7 separate regions of the Mus musculus genome follow, and regions 1, 2, 3, 4, 5 and 7 are each linked to region 6. Evidence: chromatin contacts called from public Hi-C and promoter capture Hi-C data. All regions are on one chromosome and are shown on one strand. Each heading gives the region's core, a stretch centred on a gene start, on an enhancer-like site or on the middle of the called end of the contact. The rest is flanking DNA. Distances are from core to core; before and after follow the strand shown. Region 1 has its middle 42 kb from the start of Gm30713. Region 2 overlaps Disc1 (disrupted in schizophrenia 1). Region 3 holds the start of Egln1 (egl-9 family hypoxia-inducible factor 1). Region 4 has its middle 92 kb from the start of Gm30713. Region 5 has its middle 16 kb from the start of Gm30713. Region 6 holds the start of A730098A19Rik (RIKEN cDNA A730098A19 gene). Region 7 holds the start of Tsnax (translin-associated factor X).

The links. Promoter capture Hi-C pulls out the DNA fragments that hold promoters and counts their contacts. A called contact is a pair of places that touch in the nucleus more often than the background predicts.
Region 1: a promoter capture Hi-C map of trophoblast stem cells shows a contact between it and region 6, with 4 times the contacts expected there. The contact joins the enhancer-like site here to the promoter of A730098A19Rik in region 6. A contact is called at or near these places in 8 of 39 promoter capture datasets (the HPC-7 cell line, HPC-7-derived erythroid cells, embryonic stem cells and 4 more), 2 of 484 Hi-C or Micro-C datasets (nephron progenitors and peritoneal macrophages), 1 of 115 datasets of contacts at active chromatin or transcription factors (embryonic stem cells) and 2 of 9 other capture datasets (embryonic stem cells and liver).
Region 2: a contact with region 6 is called in a Hi-C map of bone marrow-derived macrophages, with 12 read pairs. The contact joins the enhancer-like site here to the promoter of A730098A19Rik in region 6. A contact is called at or near these places in 15 of 39 promoter capture datasets (the C10 cell line, the HPC-7 cell line, the SN4741 cell line and 7 more), 1 of 484 Hi-C or Micro-C datasets (bone marrow-derived macrophages), 3 of 115 datasets of contacts at active chromatin or transcription factors (embryonic basal ganglia, embryonic stem cells and stem cell-derived neural progenitor cells) and 1 of 9 other capture datasets (macrophages).
Region 3: a promoter capture Hi-C map of embryonic stem cells shows a contact between it and region 6, with 3 times the contacts expected there. The contact joins the promoter of Egln1 here to the promoter of A730098A19Rik in region 6. A contact is called at or near these places in 11 of 39 promoter capture datasets (the 3T3-L1 cell line, cranial neural crest, embryonic stem cells and 6 more) and 5 of 115 datasets of contacts at active chromatin or transcription factors (craniofacial prominence, embryonic forebrain, embryonic hindbrain and 2 more).
Region 4: a promoter capture Hi-C map of pre-B cells shows a contact between it and region 6, with 2.2 times the contacts expected there. The contact joins the enhancer-like site here to the promoter of A730098A19Rik in region 6. A contact is called at or near these places in 10 of 39 promoter capture datasets (embryonic stem cells, hematopoietic stem and progenitor cells, hippocampal neurons and 5 more), 1 of 115 datasets of contacts at active chromatin or transcription factors (embryonic stem cells) and 2 of 9 other capture datasets (adipose tissue and liver).
Region 5: a contact with region 6 is called in a promoter capture Hi-C map of stem cell-derived epiblast-like cells, with 2.8 times the contacts expected there. The contact joins the enhancer-like site here to the promoter of A730098A19Rik in region 6. A contact is called at or near these places in 12 of 39 promoter capture datasets (cranial neural crest, embryonic stem cells, hippocampal neurons and 5 more), 1 of 484 Hi-C or Micro-C datasets (bone marrow-derived macrophages), 1 of 115 datasets of contacts at active chromatin or transcription factors (embryonic stem cells) and 1 of 9 other capture datasets (adipose tissue).
Region 7: a contact with region 6 is called in a promoter capture Hi-C map of stem cell-derived epiblast-like cells, with 6 times the contacts expected there. The contact joins the promoter of Tsnax here to the promoter of A730098A19Rik in region 6. A contact is called at or near these places in 8 of 39 promoter capture datasets (the 3T3-L1 cell line, the HPC-7 cell line, cranial neural crest and 5 more), 1 of 484 Hi-C or Micro-C datasets (bone marrow-derived macrophages), 3 of 115 datasets of contacts at active chromatin or transcription factors (astrocytes, embryonic forebrain and embryonic stem cells) and 1 of 9 other capture datasets (liver).

What each region holds. Positions count from the first base shown.
Region 1 is chr8:125,342,847-125,345,546 of GRCm38.p6, reverse strand. No RefSeq gene overlaps it. Among named protein-coding and RNA genes, the nearest start is that of Gm30713, 42 kb to the left of the region's middle. Within about 2 kb of position 1,381, at least 101 of the 459 cell types and tissues checked have an H3K27ac peak or open chromatin away from gene starts, as enhancers often do. A contact at or near this core is called in trophoblast stem cells, where this site is marked.
Region 2 is chr8:125,239,272-125,241,971 of GRCm38.p6, reverse strand. The region is part of intron 11 of Disc1 (disrupted in schizophrenia 1); the gene reads right to left. Among named protein-coding and RNA genes, the nearest start is that of Gm30713, 150 kb to the left of the region's middle. Within about 2 kb of position 1,306, at least 20 of the 459 cell types and tissues checked have an H3K27ac peak or open chromatin away from gene starts, as enhancers often do. A contact at or near this core is called in bone marrow-derived macrophages, where this site is marked.
Region 3 is chr8:124,947,863-124,950,562 of GRCm38.p6, reverse strand. It overlaps Egln1 (egl-9 family hypoxia-inducible factor 1), which reads left to right and starts at 1,309. Exons shown (of 5, transcript NM_053207.2): 1 at 1,309-2,330. The coding sequence starts at 1,509. Gm46060 (a long non-coding RNA gene) reads left to right here and starts at 2,338. Exons shown (of 2, transcript XR_001778719.2): 1 at 2,338-2,700.
Region 4 is chr8:125,292,870-125,295,569 of GRCm38.p6, reverse strand. No RefSeq gene overlaps it. Among named protein-coding and RNA genes, the nearest start is that of Gm30713, 92 kb to the left of the region's middle. Within about 2 kb of position 1,324, at least 103 of the 459 cell types and tissues checked have an H3K27ac peak or open chromatin away from gene starts, as enhancers often do. A contact at or near this core is called in adipose tissue, hippocampal neurons and pre-B cells, where this site is marked.
Region 5 is chr8:125,368,633-125,371,332 of GRCm38.p6, reverse strand. No RefSeq gene overlaps it. Among named protein-coding and RNA genes, the nearest start is that of Gm30713, 16 kb to the left of the region's middle. Within about 2 kb of position 1,277, at least 33 of the 459 cell types and tissues checked have an H3K27ac peak or open chromatin away from gene starts, as enhancers often do. A contact at or near this core is called in adipose tissue and stem cell-derived epiblast-like cells, where this site is marked.
Region 6 is chr8:125,896,548-125,899,247 of GRCm38.p6, reverse strand. It overlaps A730098A19Rik (RIKEN cDNA A730098A19 gene), which reads right to left and starts at 1,334. Exons shown (of 2, transcript NR_155422.1): 1 at 794-1,334. Pcnx2 (pecanex homolog 2) reads left to right here and starts at 931. Exons shown (of 34, transcript NM_175561.4): 1 at 931-1,319. The coding sequence starts at 1,167.
Region 7 is chr8:125,011,760-125,014,459 of GRCm38.p6, reverse strand. Tsnax (translin-associated factor X) reads right to left here and starts at 1,419. Exons shown (of 6, transcript NM_016909.3): 1 at 1,248-1,419; 2 at 846-950. The coding sequence starts at 1,263.

The DNA of each region.
Region 1 (2,700 bases), core at 132-2,631, 550 kb after region 6:
ATGGCTCTGGCAGACCTTGATCTTCTCCCCCATTCCCTCTGCCTTGCTAAAACCCAGTTAGATTCCTAAAGCTAGCCACCAAGGTCTATTCCTTTATTTGGCAACTTCCTCCTCCTGAGGCTGACCATCAAGGACCAGCAATCAAAGTATTGAAGTCCAGCAATCAAAAGCCCACTTTGGCTCACCTAATTAACATGCTCAATTAAAGTTAAACACTTCATCCTAACGCGGGGCTTTCCTCTTTCCCTTTATAAACCACCATTTGCCTATGGGCCACATCTCTCTCCTCTCTATCCAGAGGCAATTCTCTGTGTCCCACCCACTCCAGTACAAATACCCCTCCCCCCTCTTGTGAATGAATGTTTGTCTACTTGTGTGTCTGTGTACCATTGGCATGCTTGATGCCTGTGGAGGCCAGAAGAAGCTGTCAGATCCCCTGGAACTAGTGTTATGGGTGGTTGTGAGCTACCATGTAGTTCTGGGGACTGAACCCTGGTCCTCTGTAAGAACAATCAGTGCTCCGAACTGCTAAGCTCCCCACACCCCTCACCCATGCTCAAACTGTTTTATGACAGCAGCAGAGAGAAAACTAGAACAGGGTGCCGGAGAAAGTGGCGAGATAAATGCTCGTCTTCTCAGCCGTCTCCTCAGCCTGCCTCCGAGTGTCCTGCGGTTTCAGGGCAGAAGAGGGAACTCTCTTAATTATTTATTATAATTTTCCTATGGTTTACTACCTTACATATTTTATGCCTGACAAATATGCGGCCTGAAAAATCTTCCCCACAAATCAAAGATGACTTGATGGTTTTGTGGAGTTAAAGTTTTTAATCCCGAGGGAGCACATGAGCATGTGGGGTATTTCTGGGGGTTTGCCTTGTGGATGTTGCAGTGGGGTGATCATCTATGTGCGGGCACTGGCCTGAAGTCTGGGATCCCAGGGGAGGAGGGCAAAGACATCTCAGGTATTTAGAAGCAGCAGTGAACCCAGGGGAGTGACCTTCTCGGCTATCAGACACATCTCCAGGTCCCAAGACAGAAACCTAAGCCTTTTCCACAGCTCAGAGGCCCAGAGTGCTCAGCACCTCTCTGATCTTTTATCCCTCTCTCCTGCCCGATTACTGGAGGCTGAGGAGAGGACAGTGGCTGGCTCTGATGTGGAGCTCAGAGCAGCCCACGGAATATCCCTGACAGGCGCAGTGTGGCTGCCAGACAACCAGGCTTGCTAGCTTTATAGAGACTCTCTTGCCTGAACCCTCTTTCAGAATACTTCATCTAAGTTGCCACAGGATGTGACCAATGCCTCAGGATGCCACCCACAGATGTTTGAAGGGTCCCTGGGGGGCAATAGAGACCTCTCATCCCTTCCTCTGCTAGCTCGGTGACGAAAGAGCCGGGTGAGTGAGTCAGACGTGGGCAGAGATTGTCACACATAGATCAGTGTGTTTACATCCTAGAGCAATTGGAAGAAAAAAATAACTTGTTGTATCTCTCCACAAGTTGATGACTCATCCATTCCTTGCGACGTGTTTTAGCTAAGAAGTAATAACTCTTCATTAGGAGGCTGCCCAAGGGTGCTGAGTTGCCATGGCAACGGCCCTTCACACAGACAGACGTTCATGATCTCCCTAGGTATCTCTTCATCTGACATCATTCCAGGACATTCAGTATTTGGACCGGAACATAGAAGTATGGCAGACATTTGTTTACAAGGATGGGCATGTCTGTGGCGGTGCCTGAGTACCCGAGAAGGGCAATTTGTCAATTTATATGGGGTAGAGATATATTTAGTCCTTGGTTATGGAAACTAGGAAGGCTGGGAGCATGGGGTTGACGTCTTCTCTGCTCATGATGAAGCAAAGGGTGTCACATGGTGAGACACGGCAAGCTGGTCAGAGGAAGTGAAGGTGCTAAGGAAGCCAGTCCTGAACAACCTGTCACTTGGTTAATGCTAGAGTAAAGGAGAGTGTTCAGTATCTCCTCCTTTCGGTAGTGCTTCCCTGGGGACCAGGTTTCTAAGGCTTGGACTTTGTGGAATATATAGCAGGGTGCATATAAGTGTAATAGATGTATGTGTGTATAATATATGCGTATATATATTACATGTATAATACATATCATATAATACATGTATTAAATAATATATTGCATGCATATATGAATATATTACACATGTGATACATATTGTATAACACATGTGCATTATAATAATACATATCATATATATGTATGTGTGTACATATGCAATATAATGACACTATATAATTATAATATAGATGCTTTCTCTAGGCTGGACAGGACCCTTGCCATCTTGAAGTAGAATAGCTGTGATCCTCATGAGATCTGGTCTGTTAATGTTCCTGCATGGAGGAATGGGAAGAATTCACCAGGCAAAGGAAGCACAAGGCCTCCCAAATACCCCCACGAGTTCCCTCCTCTCCCAAAGATGTCAGTCACTATTAAGTATGAAATAAAGAGTTGACTGGGCTGGGACTTGCTGTCAGCGTGGCTGCCCTTGAGTGCTCTTGTTCCTGTAAACAATCTCCACAGAGCCACCCATTCACTCCTTGGACGAACACTTCCCTTTGGCTTGTTGATGTCCTCTCTATTTGGGATGAGCTGGTGCCACTCGGGTCTCCCTGGGAGGGGGTGGCTAGATGGTCTCTGGTAACCTGGCTGCTCTCCGCTGCCTTCTCCAGCAGG
Region 2 (2,700 bases), core at 57-2,556, 660 kb after region 6:
CTTCCCCACCCCCTCCCAGTGTACATGAAGGACCTGGGAAACTGCCTTTTGTGTGGCAGGATTACTCAGGAGGGTTTGGGCTGCTTCCCTTCAACACGCCAGGCTTGGGCATCAATGTTGAGCAAACCAGAGGCCAGAATGGAGCTCAGTGGGTAAAGTGCCTGCAGCACAAGCAGGAGAACCCATGTAAAAGACCTGGTGTGCTGGTGTGCGCTGGGGAGGCTGAGACACAGAGGTCCCCCGGGGTTCACTGACCAACCAGTCTAGCCTTCATGGTCAATTCCAGGCTAATGCTCCTCTCTCAAAAAACAAGATATATGGTACCTGAGGAATGACACCCAAAGTTTACGTCTAGCCTCTGCACAGATACCTACACATACACACACACACAGACATATACATGCACACACATACATATATATATATGTACACATATATGCATACAAACACATATACACATATGCATATATACACACATATATACATGCATACACATGCATGCATATACATACATGCACACACATATACACATAACATACACACATATACACATACACGCACACATATGCATACAAATACATATGCATATACATAAATACATACATGCATACACATATACATACACACATATACATGCACACACATTCACACATATACATATATGCACAAATATATACACATATATACACATATACATACATACACATATACACACATAAGTACATGCACACACATAGACACACATACACACATGATAAACACACACATACATATATATGTATATATAGATATATATACACATATACACACACAGACATACACACACACACAAATTAAAATTGCACAAAACCAAACTTGAGCAGACCAGATTCCAATAGGACCTTCTGAGGAAAGCCAGTCGGTAAATGAGATCTACAGCATCAGACAGTGCCTGAACAGTTTCCCTCCAGGAAGATTCAGGGTCTGGAAGCAGTGACAGCACACTACCGGGACTCCTTTGAATAAGGAAGTACAGAGAGGAGGTGGAGAGATAGCTCAGAGGTTAAGAGCGCTCATGGTTCTTCCAGAGAACTCGAGTGAGCTGGGTACTCCCATCAAGCAGTTCACAATCACCCACAACCCCAGCTCCAGGGGATCTGACACATTCTTCTGCCTTCTGTATACCCCCATGTGTGTGGCACACACAGACATACAAATAAAAATAAATCTTTAAAACATTTTTTCTAAAAGAAGGAAGTGAAGACAGACCACAGCTGGGGACTCCCCCGCGGGAATAAGCTCCAAGACATCTGGGGCTAAGGATTCCGACTGGCGGAGTAAGGCGGACCTAGGAGAGGAGGACCAAGTGCCACCTGGCACCCATGTGTGCTCTAAGTTTTAGAGTATAGCACAAACCTGTGTGACCATGAGACCCTGAGAGCACCTTTTTCAAAGGTGAGCCTTTCCTGGAGTCTCATTGTTGCCATCCCAACCAGCACTACTTTGTTCTGTAGCCATGGTACCTGCAGCTTGCCTGGAGATGACGGCATTTAGGCTGGCAGAGCCTGCCCCTCATGAGGCACTGCGGTATGCCCCGGATGGAGCAGAGTAAGGGCCATTTTCCTTTCTTATACTGTACTTCTACCTTGTCAGGATCTGCCCGACTTATGTCAGAGAGATAAGGCCTGATTTGTTATGAATAGGGTCCCCATAAATGCACAAATGGGGGAAGTACTGGTGGATGGAAAAACAGATGCTCAGTATAGACAGACAGAATGGCATTAAACTATTAATTGGGAAGGAAGGAAGAGCAAGACAATGTGTGTGTGTGTGTGTGTGTGTGTGTGTATGCACACACATATATGTGTGTATATGTACATATGTATATATGTAAGACAAAGGTCTGCTCTACACAGCCAGCCTCTTGCCTGTTCTAGCCTGGATAGTTAGTCCTGGCTCACAACTAGCCTCTGGGAAACAGGAAGATCCTGTCTTTAACTGCCCTGGTCCTGTTGAGGAATTAGATGTGGCCTAGGTATGATGAAGAATAGAGTGCTATTCCATTTCTAGAAATGGGATGCCCTGCAGGGGTGGGGAGTCTCTCAGCTGCCAAAGGACAACAGTGTGCATTTGTTAGTGGAACCTGTGTTGCTAGTGTGTGAGGGTGTCCTTGCCACCCTGTGGTGACTGTGACCACCCTGCTGCCTGTTTATCCCTCAGCCTTTGCCAGCAAATGACAAAGAGTCTCCATGGTGGAAGACTCCAGGAGCCCTGAGGTCTGTTTTCTCAGATGCGCTGAGCTATGGTTAATTAATGGAGGAAGTGCAGATGCCCCAACCCTGGGCCCTGGAGCACAGAAAGTGATTCCACATTTTTCTAAAAGTACAGGAAACAGGCAGATCAGAGGCGCCAACTTCCTTCCCTGGGGCAGGTGAAGGAGGCTGGCAGCAGGCAGGGACATTAATTAACAGAAAAGGACCAGCAGGAAGGAGCCTCTCACTGGCTACAGAGGAAAGCCCTCCCTTACCCACCTGCTCCTTCCATTACACTCAGGGTCCAAGGCCAGGCTAGAGGGCAGAGAGCTCGAATTCTGGTTGGTTGAATGGTTTCTAAACCTATTTATGCCAATTGTACTTAAAATCCTAATTATATCATTTAGATATGTACCATACAAACCAGTGCAATGTTACTGTAAAAAGAAAAGTTCATATGCACATTTCT
Region 3 (2,700 bases), core at 60-2,559, 950 kb after region 6:
TTTTAAATTCTCGGCTGTCTGTCCCAATGGCTACACTCAAGTATACGACCGTGTGTGTACATTATGACAAATGTTTGCACCTAGGGAGGTCCTTCTGTTTTGGAGGCTGTATGACCATGTCGAACTCCGTAGCCCTGGCTGTCCCAGAACCCACCACATAGAGCAGGTTGGTCCTCAACCTGTACAGCTCTTGCTTCCCTCTCTGCAGCTCCAAATATACCCGTCATTCTCCTTGCCCCGGCCCCACTAGTTACTTACTACAAATCACACGTGGAACCGACAGTCTCTGGTTTGTTTCTCTGAGCTGTGTGTGCAAGTGCGTTTGATCCTGGAACTCACTTTGTAGCCCAGGCTGGCCCCAATCTCACAATGATCTTCCTGCCTCTGAGTGCCAGCATTAAAGCCGTTTACCACCGTGCCAAGCTCTATGAGGTTTGAAGGTTTCATAAAAACAAAGAAACAGCAACTAGTGTGTTCGTCTCAATTTACAACACTGAAATCAAACAAAATGCAGATAACTGAGTTGGCAAAGAGGGCTCACGCTAATCACCTTACCACTGACCAGAAGAGGTAGGAGAATCTACTTCCGAGGACTACCGGGCTGCGTCTCAAGACAACAAAGAAAGCCCGTAATAATCCTCATAATTCTGCAGACACTATTGGCAGATTCTAATGTGAGACTTTAACTCCCTGTGCAGCTTCGTTCACGGACTATGCTCTTGAGAGCTTCAGGCCTGAATGCGGATCTGGAACCGAGCCCTGATTACCTTACTTAACCCAGAGGTCTCGAACCGGAACCGGGAGAAATCTCAAGAGTTTAAGGACCGCAGAAAAGCAAAAACAAAGCAAAGCCAGAACCAGGCCCGGCGACTGCAGGAGCCGGTCCCGGAGCAGGCTGCCCGGGGGGCCTTTGTTGTGCCCTCCGCGGCCTCCGGGGAGCAGCAGACCGGGAGCGCGCAGCGGCCGTCCCGGAGCTTGGAGCGGCCCAGCGGCCGTCTGAGCTTCCGTTTCCTCCTCCGCGGGACCGAGGTGGCCGAGGCAGCCCCGGAGCGCTGCCGGCGGGCCCGGACAGGCAGGTGGAGCTGCGCGCGCGCAGGCCGGCGACGCGCGCCCCGGGCGGAGCCGCGAGGAGGAGGGGAGGGCGGAGGAAGCGGCGCGCCCGCCCGCTAGGCCCGGCCCGCCGCGTGCGCGCGGCCCCCGCCCTCTCCGCCCGCGCGCCGGGTCGCCGGGGCCGTGGTGTACGTGCAGCGCGCGCGGAGCGAGTGGCGCCCGCAGGCCCGCGCCCTGCCCGCCCGCCCCGACGCAGCCGGCTGGGCCCGCCCGCCCAGGGCGCTGTGCGCCGCGCAGGCCGCGCTCTCTCCGGCGCGATGCGGCGCTAGGCGGCCCCGGGCAAGGCAGGCGAGGCCAGGGCGCGCGCGGCCTCCCGCAGCGGGCGGCGGCCCCGGGCGGGCGCCCCGACGGCCCCGCCGCCGCCCCGCTCCCGGCCCGCGGCCCGCCCTGCCGCGGCCATGGCCAGTGACAGCGGCGGGCCCGGCGTGCTGAGCGCCAGCGAGCGCGACCGGCAGTACTGCGAGCTGTGCGGGAAGATGGAGAACCTGCTGCGCTGCGGCCGCTGCCGCAGCTCCTTCTACTGCTGCAAAGAGCACCAGCGCCAGGACTGGAAGAAGCACAAGCTGGTGTGCCAGGGCGGCGAGGCCCCCCGCGCGCAGCCCGCGCCGGCGCAGCCCCGCGTCGCGCCCCCGCCCGGTGGGGCCCCCGGAGCCGCGCGCGCCGGCGGGGCGGCCCGGCGCGGGGACAGCGCGGCGGCCTCGCGCGTACCGGGCCCGGAGGACGCGGCGCAGGCCCGGAGCGGCCCCGGCCCAGCAGAGCCCGGCTCCGAGGATCCTCCGCTTAGCCGGTCTCCGGGCCCCGAGCGCGCCAGCCTGTGCCCAGCGGGTGGCGGCCCCGGGGAGGCGCTGAGTCCCGGTGGAGGGCTGCGGCCCAACGGGCAGACCAAGCCGTTGCCCGCGTTGAAGCTGGCTCTGGAGTACATCGTGCCGTGCATGAACAAGCACGGCATCTGCGTGGTGGACGACTTCCTGGGCAGGGAGACCGGGCAGCAGATCGGCGATGAGGTGCGCGCCCTGCACGACACCGGCAAGTTCACGGACGGGCAGCTGGTCAGCCAGAAGAGTGACTCTTCCAAGGACATCCGGGGGGACCAGATCACCTGGATCGAGGGCAAAGAGCCCGGCTGCGAAACCATCGGCCTGCTCATGAGCAGCATGGACGACCTGATCCGCCACTGCAGCGGGAAGCTGGGCAACTACAGGATAAACGGCCGAACGAAAGTAAGTGGCTGGGGCTCTTGCGACCGGAGGAGGGTCTGTGAGGACCACCCCCCGCCCCCGCAGACCCGGGGCCCGGCGCTCTGTCTTAGCGTGGCTCCTTTTGTCCTTGTACTGTCTGCCACAGTGCACAGTGCAGAGCCTGCCGGAGCCCTGGTCACTCGTGGGGGTCGTTGGGGTACCAGCTACACCGGGTCTGGGTGATGCATCTTATCTTGCCTGTGTGCCTGAGCTAGTTAAAAGCCCCGCGGTTTTTAGCGCGCACCCGGCTCTGATTGAGAGCCAGACACTGTGTTTAGCTAGGACTCTGTCAGCTGCCCCCAGAAAGGTTCATTTAAAAGCCTGTGGTCGGAAAACTCCCTGTATTCAGGAA
Region 4 (2,700 bases), core at 75-2,574, 600 kb after region 6:
TGGGCTTCTGTTCACTTAGCTAGAGAGCTGACAGGCTTAGGAAACATACCTCTGCCTCATGTGGCTGTCAGGGTGGCCTAGGCACAAAATAAGAGGGCATAGCCATCACCCTTGGAGGAGAATTGGGGCTCACCGTGTTGGTGAGGTAATCAAACTGGCAAAAAGCCATGCCTCCTGTCTAACCACAACACTGTCCCCGACACCCCATGCCAATATGAATGGACCCACTCTGAACTGTGAGCTGGATTCTGAATTCTGTGTATCTCCCTGGGGTATTCTCATGGGTACAGCATTTCTTTCTTCCCTCACATATGTCTGTGTACAATGAGTATGCCCAGTGCCTATGGAGGCCAGAAGAGGGTACTGGGTTTCCTGGTGGTTGTGAAACCACTGTGTGGATGATGGGAACTGAGCTCAGGTCTTCTGCAAGAACTCAGTAGTTAATACTGTGCCACCCCTCCAGCCCTGGGCATGACACTACTGTATCTTTTTTTTTGGGGGGGGGGGAACTTTTGTTTTTCTTTCTATACTGGAGTTCAAACCCAGTGCTTTGCGCATGCTAGGCAAGCCACCAGCTGAGCCACACCCTAGGTCATTGTGTCTCTCTTTCTGTATCCCAAATTGAAATGTGTTTTCTACCTAAGTTCACTCAATGAAAGAGCTCCCTCAGAGTACTTCCCCATGGAGAAGCATATTCTATTCACGTGGTCTGTGTCTTTGAGCGGCTGTGTTCGCAGACTGTCTGCTCATTAGGCTAGCAGATACATGTGTCTGTAACTCCTAACGCCTCATTCATTAATCTCGGATTCCAGCGTTCCAGGTTTAGTTTCAGTTATGTCTTAGCATGAAGGGAAAGAAGATACCAGCCACCAGTGTCTGTAAATGCAATGGGACAAGGAGCTTCAGCAACCAGGAAGGAGAGCAAGGCATTATCACTCCCAATGAAAGAAGAGGACCCCCAGCTGAACCTCACAGATTGTGACAATCACGGAGTCCTCAGTCCTTCCAACGTCCTGATGTCTTCACGGAGCCGTGAGTGAGTGAGTATCCAGGCCAAGTGACAGAGGGAAGCACACAGAAGTAAGGAAGATGTCACAGTTGTAGCAAGCCAAGCTTACCCTCGGAAGAAGCCAGAATTCAGGGTGCAGGTGTGTGTTTTTCACATAGGATATTAAAAAAAAAATCAAAGTCACACAGAATACTTTGCAACACAGTTTTCTACCTCATTTTCTCTGTGGAACCAGCAGATGTTACAGTGCTGGCCCCAGGCTGTGGGACCTTCCCTCGGGGCTCTCTTTGCTCTGTGCTCCTTCCCTTCTGAGGATTTCTCACATCATTGGGTGTGGATGTGGACTAGCTGGTACTGTGCAAGCTTTGCTTTGCTTTGAAACTATCATAACTTCCTTCTTTCCTCCTTCCTTCCTTCTCCCTTCCTTCCTTGCTTCCTTCCATCTCCCTTTCTTTCTTTCTTTCTTTCTTTCTCTCTCTCTCTTTCTTTCTTCCTTTCTTTCTACTCACATAGTACACAGCACAGCAGGATTGACATCAGTCCTTCATGCATCTTTGGCTACAGTGCCTCACAACACAAGGACAAATACAATGGGGGAGGGGGGAACTATCACCCTGACGCCAAGTGAAGTTTCTTCCCTGACAGCTTAAGCTAAGACACCATCACCCATTCATCTGCAGCAGGAGAGCTTAACTTCCCTTTGAAGGATGGAACAAAGCCCAGTGCCTTCCTCTTGTATGCGTCTAGCTACTGTGCCCACCCCACAAGTCTACGACAAGGACCAGTGGTCTGAAGTGTTTGAAAGTGAAATGTCCCCATGTGTTTGAACATTTGGTCTTCACCTGGCGGTGCTGTTTGAGGAACACTGTGGAACCTTCTAGACTTAAAGACTAGCTGGTAGGTATAAGAGCATGGGCATTTGGCTTCTGAGCAATAGCCTGCTCCCACTTCCTGCCTGAGTGCTCCCACTTCCTGCCTGATTAGCTCTTTGCTGCATCCTGACTGCCAGCTGCTCCTTGCTGAATTCTGTTGGATGTTTGGCCACAACCACAAGAAAGCAATGCATGTCAGGCCTACCAGGGAAGCAGAACTTCATACCTAACGGTCCAGGCCTCCTGGGATGCAGGTCTCAGGAGGACGGCTCATACCTCACCCCTTGGCCCTGGCCCAGAGATGGTAGCCCCATCGTGGGCACCACTATGTCACTGCAGGTGCCATTCCCTTTGACAGGCAAGCCTTTCTCGGATGCCCTGGCCCTGTGCCCAGGAGATAAAGATGCAAGCAGGACAGATTCAAGCCACCCTTTCTTCTTAAAATAAGCCATTCATTTTTCAGGGAGTGAGAGCTATTTTTGACTGCATTTGCTCCTTGGCAGCTGTTTCCAAAATGGCTTCGCTGGTCTAAGAATCCATGATTCATCCCTGGGCTGGGCGAGGGCTGGGGACATGGAAATTCCAGAGGGAGTTATAAATGTCACAGCACATGCTGGAGGCTCCCCAGCCCCTCTGGGAAGCCAGAAAAGAGTGTCTGCAAATTCCACAGCCGGTGGGAAACAAGAGCCAGCATTCAGCTGGCGTGGGTCAAGTGCTCTTGCCCTGTCCAGTGTGGGAATCAGACAGCAGCAACCAAAACCCCAGGGTCTTGGGATTGTCCCCAGTCTGCGGGCCACCAGGTCCCTGCAGTTGGTTTCT
Region 5 (2,700 bases), core at 28-2,527, 530 kb after region 6:
TCTTGTAGAACTCAGGACCACCAGCCCAGGGATGGCACCACACACGATGAACTGGCCCTTCCCATAGCAATGGCTGATTAAGAAAATGCCCTACAGCTGGATCTGATGGAGACATTTCTTAACTGAGGTTCCCTTCTAGAGGATGGCTCCAGCTTGGGTCAAGTTGACATAGAGCTATCCAGCACAGTGACCATTGGGTAAATCTTTTGGAATGTACAGACCTCTAGCTCTGCCAACCCCAAAGCTAGGAATGTTGTCCGATAGCATCTGCGACCTATATATAGAAAAGCTTTCCCCATAGTGCCGTAACCAGCTCTGATGTTTCTATCAACCAATGTATTTGGATGTACGACTTTATTCAGTTACCATAAAAACTTTATGCGGGCTGGAGAGATGGCTCAGAGGTTAAGAGCACTGACTGCTCTTCCAGAGGTCCTGAGTTCAAGTCCCAGCAACCACATGGTGGCTCACAACCATCCATAATGAGATCTGATGCCCTCTTCTGGTGTGTCTGAAGACAGCTACAGTGTACTTACATAAAATAAATAAATAAATCTTAAAAAAAAAAAAAACAACTTTATGCAGTGGTTATCGTGTCGGAACATAGAATTTGGGTGACCTGTATTGCCTGGATTCATCCCCAACACTTCCAAAAAGAAAAAAAAAAAAGTCAACAGAAGAAAAGCTCTGTCTCAAATCAGGCCACGGAGATTATTTGTAAATGTGCAGCCGGGCCTTGGGGGACTTGGAACGCTACAGTGGCAAGCAGCTAGTGTTTGTTTTTAATCGTTCCTTCTCCGGCTCACTTTCTCTTAGCCAGACAAAGTTTATAAACTTGGGGCAGCTCTGCATTTCCCCCCAAGACATTTTCAGGCTGTAGTTCTGGGACTCTAGCTGATGAGGAACATTCCAGAACTACCATCCTCCTGCCATCAAGGGCCGTGAGGGTGACTGAAAGAAAATTGGTTGGCTTGTCTCCCTGGCTCTACCTTGAGGACATGCTTGCTTCTACTTCCCATTCCATTTATTATTGATAGGCTGTTTATTTTCCTCACTTCCATGAGACTTACAATCCGAATGAATCGCTCTGGCTCTTGGCTGGGGGAGGGGAAGCGCTTTCTGCTGTAACTCACTGATCCCTGCATAGGGCACTAAAGGGGATGGGGACTTGAGGGGTGGGAGGAGGTGCCGTCAAGCTGGGACAGGGGTAGGGGCATGCATAGGTTTAGGTCTTACAGTGACTCAGCTGAACACCCCAGGCAGCCAGCTCCAGAAGGCCCATAATTCTCAAGGTCACAGCCCTCCAGAGTTGGCTGGGGATTAAGTCAGTCTCCTGGGAGCCCTTCATGTGCAAGTTCCTTTGTTTAATAGAAGGAGAAAGGCCTGGCGGGTTGCCTTTCCTGCCAGCGGAGGGAGGGCTGGGAATAAGTTCTTTCTTAGTCCCAGTGGGTTAGGGACAACAGAGAAGTAAAGTGCCCTCTAAGGCACCGGAGACATGTCCGTCTGTCAGTCCATGTGTGCCTCTGGGTCTCAGTCTGCCCCCAACTCCACACCAACCCCTTCATAAGCACCCATGAGGAAGAACTGGCCCAGAAGTGCAACCTTGACCCTGGCCTTCTTGGTCCTCCATAGAGAGGCATGGAGTAAACATGGCTGTGCAGTGCTTTCCCACAGGCTATGACACTGTACGTCCTGGGGACTTCCCCATGCTCTGCGGAGATCCCAGGGACTTGGCTGGTTTTTGATGTCAACTTGAGACAGGTAAGACTCATCTGGGAAGAGGGACCCTTAAGTGAGAAAATGCCCTCCCCACCCCCACAACTCCCATTGGTCTGTGGAACCTTTTCTTTTCTTTTTTTTTTTTTTTTTTAAAGATTTATTTATTTATTACATGTAAGTACACTGTAGCTGTCTTCAGAAGAGGGTGTCAGATCTCGTTACAGATGGTTGTGAGCCACCATGTGGTTGCTGGGATTTGAACTCTGGACCTTCGGAAGAGCAGTCGGGTGCTCTTACCCACTGAGCCACCTTTTCTTGATTAATGGGTGATGTGCATAGGCCCATCCCGGGGGATCCTGGACGGTAGAAGAAAAGAAAGAAGGCAAAACGAACCACCAGGAACAAGACAATAGCAGTACTCCTCCGTGGCTTCTGTCTCAGTTTCTGCCTCCAAGTTCCTGCTTTACTCCTGCCTGACTCCATGCAGTGATGGATAGTTACCCGCAAGTATAAGCAGAATCAAACCCTTTCCTCTTCCAGTTTCCTTTGGTCAAGGTGTTTGATCACAGCACTAGAAACCCTAAGACGTTCCTGCTCACTGAGAGCCACAGCTGTGGCTCCTCTCAGTTCCTACTGCTTCTAGGGTCTTGGAGTCCTGAGCTGCTTCTACTCTGGGGCCTGGATGGCAGCAGTGGACCCTCCAGACTTTCTCACACATTACCTGGAGACTGACTTCCTCAAGTTGACGCCAAATGGCCTCTTGGACTGGCCTGGCTGCCAAGTGTGAGCAAGCACAGGGTGTGAGTTTTGCCCTTAGAGACCCAGGTCTGAACTGCACAGCCAGGAGTGGAGGAGGAGAAAGAAGGGCTCTCTCTCTCTCTCTCTCTCTCTCTCTCTCTCTCTCTCTCTCTCTCTTTCCCTCTCTCTCTCTGAAATGCAGTTCCCTGGAGGGAGGCCTCAAGGGTTCCCAGCCCAGCAGGA
Region 6 (2,700 bases), core at 85-2,584:
GATTAGACCCTTCATTTTGTGAACAAGCTTTCTGCTGTATTGGATTATCCCTGCTTATTAATCAGGGTTAGGATTCATTGCTGGTTTGGCAATATCAAGAATGGGCTTTACTCTGTTCTAGCAGCGATCTAGCGCCACCTAGCGCCGCAATCAAAATCTGTTCTTCTCTTTTTTTTCTCTCCTCCCTTCTTCCCCCGCCCTTCCCCGCCCCCCTCTCCTCCTGGTTGAAATGGTAGATTGCTATCCCAGATTATGTTCAGGAAATATATAAGAAGAAAGAAAGCTGGATGTAGTTGCTTATGCTCATAATCTCAATACTCTATAGAGAATTGCCATGAATTTTCAGGCCAGCCCGAGCTACATAATCCCTTCCAAGCCAATTCAGTCTACAGAGTGAGACCGTGCCTTATCAGTAAGATAAAACAATGTAAGGTAAAAATGTGTGGTTAACTGAGGCTCCAACGATTATTTCAGAACGGCGGTTATCATTTCTGTGCGTCCAATTAGGTAATCGGGGGTGGAGGAGAAAAGTCAGGGTGGAAAGAGGTCAGTGGGAGCAGACCATGTCGCACATGAAACTTTAGAGCCTCTAGTCTGTAGCCAACCAAGGTCACAGGGATCAAAGCCCCGCAGGTGGAGCTCAGAGGACATCGCTTTGAGTACCGCAAGCCTAGGCCTCCAGATTATACAAACCTTTTGGGGCAGGAGACAAAACAAAAACAAAAGCCAAGAAGTTTCCTGTCTGTGGTCCTCACACGGGAACATTCTTGGTTCTCACACCTTGCAAACTTACTCTTGGGAGATTCAGGAGAAAAGGCAGGTGGAGCTCCAGCCACCAAGGAGAGGGAGGGACTGAGCTCCTTCGCAGACTTGTGTGGGCGCAGGGCGGAGCCGCCGGAGCATCCTTGAGCAGCCATCGCAGAGCATGATGGGAAAATCCTCCTTCCCTTGGACATGGCGCGCACCTGCCTGGCAGCCCCAGCCGGCTCCAGCACCGCGCTGTGCCGGTCCGTACTGTTCAGCGTCTACCGCGGTTTGGGCGGTGGCGGCGGGGGTGGGACCGCGCCTGGAGCACACCGGCACGCGCCGACGTACTGAGCTCCAGGGTGCTGAGCTTAGGGTGCTGAGCCCCAGGGCACGCTCGGTTTCTGCCGGACTCTGCGGGCATGGCGTCCCAGGTGCTGCAGCTGCTCAGGCAGGGTGTGTGGGCCGCTCTCACAGGGGGCTGGTACCACGACCCGGAGCATAGCAAATTCACCAATAGCTGCCACCTCTACCTGTGGCTGTTCCTGCTCTTGCTGCCACTGGCTCTGCACCTGGTGAGTCCCCAGTTTAGGGGTGGGTGGAGGAGGGGGAGGAGGAAAGGAAAAGGAGGAGAAACAGGAAGCGGAAAGGAAAATTAACAGGAGAAGAGAGGGAAGGGGGAGAGAAGGAAGGAGATGGGAAGAACTAAATAGGAAGTAAGGTTATGAAAGAAGGGGAGGGGGAGCCACAGAGGATGCCCAGGATGGGAAGGAATCAGTGACTTTGAGAAGTAGGGACGGAAGAATGAGGCAAGGGGTTTTGGGACAACAGTCCTGCAGGGCACTGGAGAGTCTCCGGAAAGAAGTATGTAGGACTTTGGGGATTGTGAGCTCATTAAAAATCGATGTGGGCTGCCTGGATGAGTCAGGCCCTGCTGTCTGAACGGTTGAGACTGGCTTATGGGTACCAACCATGGAGCCTCACGACTTCGGATGATATCAGCTATAACACCAGCTATAACACCTCAGGTGCAGTCGCAATAAAAAGGCAGTACGAATCCCTCTCAGGGCGACCTGATTTCGGTTGTTAGTCGTTTTTTCTTTTTTCCTACTCTTCTCTTCTTGTTTTGCTTTAGGAAGGTAGATTCCACTGTCAATCACTCTGCAGTTTCACTATGGTGTAGAGAAGTCTGAAAAAAAATTAAAAATATACAGGAGTGGATAAATGTCATACACCTATGCCAGAGCAGTGTGGCAGCTCCTCCTCTGGGATGGCCAACAATGGGGGATAGTGAATGCTTACTGAATGGTTACCTATGACCTTCATAGGTCAGTTAAACATATAGGTAGCGCAAGGCGTGATGGGGCACCCTTAAAAAGCTGCCTGCTGTTAACTTGCCGGTGAGGCGAGGAGCCGTCTCTGATGTGTCTGTGAAGGACTTTGTCCCTAGAACAGTACATGGTCATGTTCTGCTCCACAAAATCTTCAATGAGTTTGCATAGGTGACAGATCCTGAGTCTGACCTTCGAGATGCCTGGTGGCTTGGCACCCCTAGACCCTGGCTCTTTTACTGGCAGGCTGTTCAGAGCTGTGGTTCTGGAAACAGACTGGCTCAGCTGAACTCCGGGCCCAGCTTTTCCCAGTTCTGGGACCATGGAAGGAGTTGACTTACTTTGACATTTTACTTTCCTTGGCTGTAGAACAAGATACTTGCTCCTGTGTGTGTGTGTGTGTGTGTGTGTGTGTGTGTGTGTGTGTGTGTGTGTGCTTGAAAGCATGCAGAGAGATCAGAAGACAACTTGGCAGGGGTTCCACTCTGGGGGATCCTTGGATCAGGATTGGTGGCAGGCAGCTTTACTCTCTGAGCTATCTTACTGGCCATTAGAACCAGTTTGTGCCAGCCGTGGTGCTCAACGAGAGTACATATGAAGTCTTCTTCAGGACAGTCTGGTTTAT
Region 7 (2,700 bases), core at 170-2,669, 880 kb after region 6:
TATGTTCTTTTAAAACTGTCCACATTAGCCGGGAAGAGGGAGGGGGGGGAGTGGCGCACGTCTTTAATCCCAACACTTGGGAGGCAGAGGCAGGTGGATTTCTGAGTTCGAGGTCAGCCTGGTCTACAGAGTGAGTTCTAGGACAGCCAGGGCTACACAGAGAAACCTTGTCTCGAAAAAAAAAACAAAAACAAAAAAGAAAAAAACACAAAAACAAAAACAAAACTGTCCACACATTAGCTGGGACCCTTCTCTTTACAAGGTGCAACCTAATTCTTTCTTCCTAAATATGAAGCAGTTTTTACTTTGCGTTACTTTTAGCAAATGCAAAGTGGCAAACATCTATATCCCAAAGCCCTTGACTATGGTGGCCTATATTAACATTAGTAAACAGTAAAAAGTCCCACATAAAAAGCATTAAATGTTAAATAATATGGAAATATCTGCCACATTCTTACCAACTGTTCTGTATGTAACATCATCTTCACACTTACCATTTACTAGCACATATATTTATATTTAGAGTGTGTTAGATTGGTTACTAGACTGGCAAGACTTATTTTGAGGTAGCACTCTGCATAGAACAGGAACTATTAGTGAATCTCGTACATACATGTACACTGGTATTCTTGTTCTATTAACTTGGTCAAGTTATCCTGATATCGGAATGTTTAGAATACAGATTTTTTTTTTTTCTGGGCAGACCTAGCACCAACACGAAACATTCAGGAAAACTAAGCCTTACATCGGCATGGACTAAAGGCTCCCTAACCGACCCCACACCCGAACACTACGGCGACACGATTGTTACGGTTATGGTTCTAATTCTCCTAATGGAAACTTACATTTGAAGGCCAGCATCACCGGCGAAGACAAACTGGCATCCTTCCCCTCTCTCCTTTGGTTATGTGGGAAGGTGTCATGCTTCCTCTTCCTGAACCCTCCTGGTCCTTAGGCAGAAAAGAAGAGATGGATGGAGCCCTTGCGATGCCGCGCTAGCACAGCCCAGGCTATCCCCTTCGTCCCCCGGTACCCACAGGGCTCGACCTCTCCAGCCACACACAGGTCCCCAAACTCGTGCACTGGTGCAGGGGTCGCACAAAACGCGGCTTGAGACCCCAGGCACCCGGCTGCGCTCTGGGTCGGTCCGCAGGGTCCCCTGGGGGCGTGCGATGGATGGCACGGTGACAGCCGAGCACAGGGGCCAGGCCCTGCCAGCCCCTCCCCTCCACGCGCCGGCCCCGCACCTTCTTTGCCGTTCATGGCCGCGGGGCCTCGGCTTGCACGCGCAGGGATCGCAGCCGCCGGGCCAGCTCAGCGAAAGGCCGTCGCGGGACGCCGCGCTGAGCCCGTGGGTGACAGCGCACACCACCCTGGTCGCAGTAGGCGGCCGCCGGAAGCGGATCCTTCACGCAGCCTCAGCCGGGAGCTGCGTCCGCCGCGGAGTCCCCTCGGCCGCACACACTTCCGGCCCGTGTCCCACACCGCCTGGGCGGGCATGCGGGCGGGCGCGCTCCTGCAGCAGCGCACGTTTCCGGCCGGGCTCCCGGCGCGCTCCCTGTGCTGCACATACTTCCGGTCTGTGTCCCGGCTTCTCCCACGTCCAAGTGCCTACCCGGCGCTCTCTCTCAGTCGCGCATGCTTCCGGTGTGCCAGGTTGTGGTGCAAGCCGTTGAGTGCCTACCTGAGCTGTGTAGTCCTGTCGCGGGCAGCGGCCTCCTGTCCCCTCGCCTCTCTGAGCAGCCTCCTGCGTCCATGCATGCCCTTGGCATGTGCTGGGTGCGTGGCACCTGGAAGTGTCGCAAGGTCTTCGAAGAGAAGCAGCTTTGGAATAGATGGAAAGTTTGGTCACATTGTCAAGCCCTAAGGCTGTTGTTTGAGCACATGCTACCTCACCTAGCTAGTACCATTCCTTTGAGGCTTCCAGCAGCCCATTAGAGACCATGCTCAATTAAGATTACTTATTGAACAAAGCCCAACATCTTGAGTCAAGTTCAGCCATGTGCATGTTACAGACATTTTAGTCACACAGTCTGTTCTTGTTAACTTAGGAACAGACACACTTATGGAAATGATATACGTAGAATTAGCCAGTGAAGTCAAGGCCACAACAGCATCACAGGAGGGTCTCCCAGCTCAAAAATCAGGCCATAAGCTGTCACCATTGAATCAGCAAAAAGCTAGATGGTTTGGGCAGAGTCCTGCATGAAAAGGCTGTGGGGGAACAACAATGGATGAATGTTGGACACATAACCATCTTGAATTTCTGTGACTTCTGAGCCCACATTCACCAGTTGTCTTAGCGTTTGTATTCCTGCACAAAACATGACCAATAAGTTGGGGAGGAAAGGGTTTATTCAGCTTATACTTCCACATCGTTATTCATGCCAAAGGAAATCAGGACAGGGACTCACACAGGAAGGAACTTGGAGGCAGGAGCTGATGTAGAGGCCATGGAGGGGTGTTTCTTACTGGCTTGCTTCCTCTGACTTGCTAAGCCTGCTTTCTTATAGAACCCAGGACCACTAGCCCAGGGATGGCACCACCCACAATGGGCTGGGCCCTCCCCCCTTGATCACTAGTTGAGAAAATGTCTTACAGCTGGATCTCATGGAGGCATTTCCTCAAGGGAGGCTCCTTTCTCTGTGATAACTCCAGCTTGTGTCAAGTTGACACACAAAACCAGTATTCCACTATTTT